2 separate regions of the Mus musculus genome follow, and region 1 is linked to region 2. A link is a contact called in public HiChIP or PLAC-seq data. All regions are on one chromosome and are shown on one strand. Each heading gives the region's core, a stretch centred on a gene start, on an enhancer-like site or on the middle of the called end of the contact. The rest is flanking DNA. Distances are from core to core; before and after follow the strand shown.

Evidence for each region. HiChIP or PLAC-seq counts read pairs in DNA pulled down with a chosen protein or histone mark.
Region 1: an H3K27ac HiChIP or PLAC-seq map of embryonic fibroblasts shows a contact between it and region 2, with 28 read pairs. The contact joins the enhancer-like site here to the promoter of Adam12 in region 2. A contact is called at or near these places in 16 of 39 promoter capture datasets (the 3T3-L1 cell line, 3T3-L1-derived adipocytes, the HPC-7 cell line and 11 more), 1 of 15 datasets of contacts at CTCF or cohesin (the NIH/3T3 cell line), 24 of 484 Hi-C or Micro-C datasets (the AML12 cell line, the C2C12 cell line, the MNK3 cell line and 14 more), 7 of 115 datasets of contacts at active chromatin or transcription factors (the NIH/3T3 cell line, embryonic fibroblasts, embryonic stem cells and 3 more) and 3 of 9 other capture datasets (adipose tissue, liver and pancreatic islet).

The regions. Positions count from the first base shown.
Region 1 is chr7:134,260,043-134,262,742 of GRCm38.p6, forward strand. No RefSeq gene overlaps it. Among named protein-coding and RNA genes, the nearest start is that of Adam12, 36 kb to the left of the region's middle. Within about 2 kb of position 1,354, at least 78 of the 459 cell types and tissues checked have an H3K27ac peak or open chromatin away from gene starts, as enhancers often do. A contact at or near this core is called in the AML12 cell line, the C2C12 cell line, the NIH/3T3 cell line and 9 more, where this site is marked.
Region 2 is chr7:134,223,827-134,226,526 of GRCm38.p6, forward strand. It overlaps Adam12 (a disintegrin and metallopeptidase domain 12 (meltrin alpha)), which reads right to left and starts at 1,271. Exons shown (of 23, transcript NM_007400.2): 1 at 961-1,271. The coding sequence starts at 1,051.

The DNA.
Region 1 (2,700 bases), core at 104-2,603, 36 kb after region 2:
TGGCTAAGTGAGCTGGTGAGAGAGGCCCAGAGAGCTTCCTGTCTCTCTGTCCCCAGCGTCGGGATTGTTGGAACTGCAGGTGTGTGCTGTTGGGCTCAGCTTTTGCTCGTGGGAAGCACTCAGGACCAACCACTGCATGTCAGCTCATCTACTGAGTGAGGAGTCATCTTCCTCCCTGTCTTTTAAGAATTTTAAAAGTTTTCCTTTGTTTGTCTTGAGATGCTCTGAAAAAGTCTGCTCTTTCCTTCCCAGGGTCTAAGGCACTTAGATCTGGGACAAACACTACTACTTGAAGTCACCTTTCTGACTGCACCAAGGCCCGACAAGTGCCATTCAGGATGTGTCCAGGAACCTTTTTTGAGAGGCAAAGGAACCAACTAGAATTTCAGTGTCGCCCTCCCTCCTTTTGTGCACATTCCAGATGAGCACCTCAGATTAAATCTTCCATTGAGACACCACCTGCAACTTAAAGAAAAGCTCTGAACTTTTGGAGAAGCTTGCAAAGTTGTCATTGCTATAGTCCATGTGACTTGTAGACCGAGGTCTGCCTTGGTGGAGGATCCTGGCCTTCGAAAATAAGCCACAGGATGTTAGTGGGGGACCTTGCAGAATCTCCAGTACCTGTTGCATAGCCTGCTCTTCCAGGATCAGCCAGCCTTGTCCCAACTGTACATAGCAAGATGGGGGAGGGGAAGAAGAGGGAGGGGGAAAGGGAAGGGGAAAGGGAGAGGGAGAAGGAGGGAGAAGGGAGAAGAAGGGAGAAGGGAGAAGAAAGGAGAAGGGAGAAGAAAGGAGAAAGGAGAGGGAGAAGAAGGGAGAAGAAGGGAGAAGGAAGAAGGGAGAAGGAAGAAGGGAGAAGAAGGGAGAAGGGAGAAGAAAGGAGAAGGGAGAAGAAAGGAGAAAGGAGAGGGAGAAGAAGGGAGAAGGGAGAAGAAGGGAGAAGGAAGAAGGGAGAAGAAGGGAGAAGAAGGGAGAAGAAGGGAGAAGGGAGAAGAAGGGAGAAGGGAGAGGGAGAAGGAGAGCGAGCTAGAGAAACTTCCAAAGTGATTCAGTCCCAGGAATGGGCTGCTTCTGCCAAGGATGGCGGGTTTCAAAGGTTTCTGCAGGGCTACACATTTGTGGGCAATTTTGATGAAAGTACAAATTCAAGGAGCCTTACCATGTGGAGCCATCTGCTGATGGACACACTGTAATCACTTAGCAGCTCACTTCCTTTGAGAGTGCACACAGTGCATTCCTGTCCACCCAAAGAAGTCTTTTTTTTTTTTTTCCTACCACATTCTTAGTTGCTTGACCCAGAACTCTCATGTACCAATGATTAGATCACACTCCCTGGGCAGACACATCCAGCCCCTCCTGCATACACTGTGCCTCATACCCAGACTGTGGGTCATCAGATACACTCAGAGGCCAGGTCTAGTGCATGACTTTTTTTTTGCCAGTGAATGGTGAAAAGTAGGGACTCTGAGAGACAGAGAATTATCCACACTCTCTCATGATTGGCTGCCTTACCGGTACTTCTTTCAGAGTCTTGCTCCACAGAGCAAGTATTTGCTGACTCACCCAGGGGAGCTGACAGCTTCCAGGAAGTTGGGTTGGCAACAGACGCTGTTTGAAGAGCCAAGACAATTGTTTTCCCATTATTCCATTACCAGCTGGCAGACAGGATGTATAACCCAAATAGGAATTGCTCCTTCCACATAAAGTCATGGGGACCACCGGGAGATGGCTCAGTTCTCTTACCACCTGGATGTCTCTAAGGATTTCAAATGTTGCCTGGTCCAAACTCAGGAATCTTTCTTTAGAAACTCCTCAGCCCCCTCATGCTGCATCTCTGAAAAGCCATCTCCATTCTGGACCTAAGACATCCTCAAATGCAAACAAATCATTCTCAGAGAATTTGTTTGGTGACGTTAAGATGGCAAAGTCTAGTTAGAATTTTCAAACCCCACGGAGTCTTTCTTGAGGTCTGAGTTTAAGAAAAATACTCAACAGTTGGTGGCCAGTTCCTGAGAGGAGGGAAGAAATGGCTGCGTTATTTCTGTAGGCCTTGATTTCTCTACTTATCATAACATTAGATATTTCTGTTATTACTATACAACATAAGAGAAACTCAGGCTGTGTTCGATCCATTTGTCAGCATTAAAATAATTTCTACAATAAGAAAATAAGCTCAACAGGAAACCAAATGTTCATTTTCTGCCTTGTCCCAGCCAGAACAGAGGGACCATTACCCCACACCAGACAACACGCCATATTCCTACGTGGTTCCCCTCTCTGGGACCTTAGTTAAGAACCGCCCTTGAAAACATTCTTTAGTGCCATTTAATGTGCGGCTGGCTCTTCCTTCTTTACATTTGAGGACTCAGCAGCAGGTTTGGAGTGAAGGTGAGTGTTTTATGAACTCTTAAAAGTTGGCTCCATCTAGCATTCTCTCTTTAAAATGTTAGCTGACAGAAACCCACCTCCTTAAGTATCACCGAACAGTCTGGAAACAGCTGGGCCCTGAATTTAGATGCATGGGAAAAGCTTCTGAAATACTCTGGAGATACTAAAGAAAAGTAAGGACAGATGTCTTGGGATCTTCATCCAAGAGAGTCTGTCCTTAACTATCGCAGAATTGACTTAAAGTGTGCATTTTTTTTCAAAAAGCTGTTGAACTGTACATAGGAATTCATTGGCGTACTGAGAAGAGGCCCT
Region 2 (2,700 bases), core at 21-2,520:
GAAATGAAATGTTTCGTGTTGGAAACAGTTGATGATGGGGGGCTAGCTAAATGCCTGATACCTAGAATCACAGAAATAAGAGTTGGAGGCCAAGGTGAATCATTCATTGGTGAACAGCGCCCCTAGCGGCAAAAGGGGCCGGCAGCAAGGGTGACTAGGGAAGCTCCCGAATTTTAAAAAGGCACCTGCTGTGAGTTCTCATTATACAAACAGGATCCACAGGTGCCCGGGCTTTAAGAAGATTCAACTCAGGAAAATACAAGTCTATAAAAACTCCTTTAATGTATGCACTTTTGTTTAACTCTGGAGTGGGTACTCGCGCTACACGAGGTCTTGGTGTAAGCCCTTACTTACCAAGGATGAGCAAGAAAGGGGAATGAGTTCTGTTAAAGTTTGATCCTTACTGACAATTAGCGAGTGAAGCCAGAAATCGCTAAGGGCCACGAAGTCAATTGAAACAAAAAAAAGTAAAGAGCGCTGCAGGTACACCTGTGATGGGAGGCCGCGGGGGGCGTCCTCTGCATCCCCCAGCTGTGTCAGAGCGGGGGTGGAAAGGAAACCTCGTGGGGAGTTGACTCCGAAGCTGGGTGAAGGAACTCACTACCCCACTGGATCAGGAAAACGACCCCACGCACACCCTCCCAGGAGACACGTGTAACTGTCAAGACACTGTGAGCCTTAGGAGCAAATGTCACTCCAAGACATTTCATTCAGACATTAGCTGCCTCAAGGCCCCCAAGCAAAGCGTCTTCTTCTCCCGTGCCACCCCAACCCAACCCCCGGAGTGAGCACCTGGCGGGGGACCAGTGTCAAGGCTCTGGGAGCGCGAGCCAGGGGGGTCCTCAGATGCGCCCTGGGTGCGTTTGCTCTCCCTGTGGCTGTGGCACTCGCGGAGACCCTGACTTGTAGCGAGGTGGCGGGGAGAGGACGCGCAGGCAGCCGCCTGTGCGGGTGACTTACCTCGGGCTGCACGGGGCGCCAGCAGGGCCCCAGCCAGGGCCAGCAGGAGGGCGCGGGCGGGGGGCGCGCGCCGCGCCGGGCGCTCTGCCATTGTCGCCGGCCTGGCGTGCAGCTGCTTCGGGGGCCCCGCGGCCAGCGCTGCAGCATCCCACGCGGGCGCCGAGCTGGGGGAAGTCCTACTGCCCTGAGTCTGCCGCGACCCCCTCGCGCAGCGCCCGGGTCGCTGAGCAGCGAGTCTAGCCTTTCATTTTTTCAAAAAAAAACTTTCTCCCCTCCCCGTGTGTGTGCGTGCGCGCGCGCGCTACTCTGGCACGAGCCGCCCTTGACCGTTGCAATAAATGAGCAGCCTGTCCGAGTTGGCGCCGGGGACCAGCGATCTGAGGGCGGGCCTGTGCAATGGATCCGCGGCCAGCAGTCGCCGTTCTCATTACCACGGAACAAATTAGCGTCTCCCCCGCACCCCGCCTTCCTGCGGCGTCCCGCGGGTCCTAGAGACCGCTCCGGGGTCCCCGACAGCCTGGGTCCTATCCACTCCCGGGGGTGGCTGGATGCAGGATACCCTCAGACCCCTTGTGCGAGCCGCCGCGTAGACCAGCTGTGTGGCGCAAAGGCGCGAGAACGCACACTTCCCAGCCTCAGGATGATGTGGCCGCGGGGCCCGGGGCGCCGGCAGCCAAGAGCACACGCGGCGCCGGGGTCCAGCTTTCCAGACTGAGGCTGGAAAGGATGACTGGGCTGCTAGCTGCTGGCTAGCTGGGAACCGGCGGGACGCGAGGAACAGGTCTGGTATATGGTGCACAGCCAGGCAGCCTGTGGCTGGACGTTCCAAACCGCCAAACCAGTACCTCACACCTCAGAAATAAGATTGAATTTACAGTAGCAGGCACTCGGGCACAGCGTTTTCGCTGTGGTGCTCTGGTTTTGATGCTGATAGATTGGCCAAAGTTTCCTTTCAGTTATCTAGACCCAGGAAAAGGTCCAGATACGTTCCAAACTTCACTGATCTTAAGGGGCACCTGGCTTGGCTGGTTAGAGATGCAAATTGCAGCCGGACTTGGTGATGCATGCCCTTCATCCTAACATTTGGTGGGCTGAGACAAGAGGGTTACTGCAAGTTTGAGGCCAACAAGGGGCTACACCCTGTCTGGTTCAACCTGAGCTACCAAGTGAGATTCTGCCTCAACAAAAAACCAAGATAGTGGGCAAAGCCTGACGGGGAGAGAAAATGCCAATTGCCAGGCAGCCTCCTACATCTTCAGAGTGAGCTGTTCTTCGGGAACACAGCTAGGCTAGCCCCAGTAAAGGGATGGAAGGCCTCACCTCAGGGTTATAGTTGTACCCTTCCCCGCCTTCTCATTGGCCTGACATATTCCTAATCGGACTCTTTGTGTTCCTGAGAACCAAGTGAGAAGCAGCAGGCGACAGACAGACAGACAGACAGACAGACAGACAGACAGACATCTGGAGAATAATGGCCACTGTGGTCCCTAACATGGGAACTTCTTAGAACTTGTAAGGGCTCAAGGGGATGCCACACCCATCCTGGCCAGTGAACCAGAACCCATCTTGGGCCTGGCAGTTTTCAAAGCCTTAGTTGATTACACTGCAGCTGGGGGTCGGGCCAACCACAGAGATTCTGTTCTGGTCCTACAGCTTCCCCTGTTCTGGGTCAGATCTACAGTATGAGGAGAGTCGGGTTGGGGAAGGCTGTGTTCCTGACCACCTCGCTGGAAAGTAGCC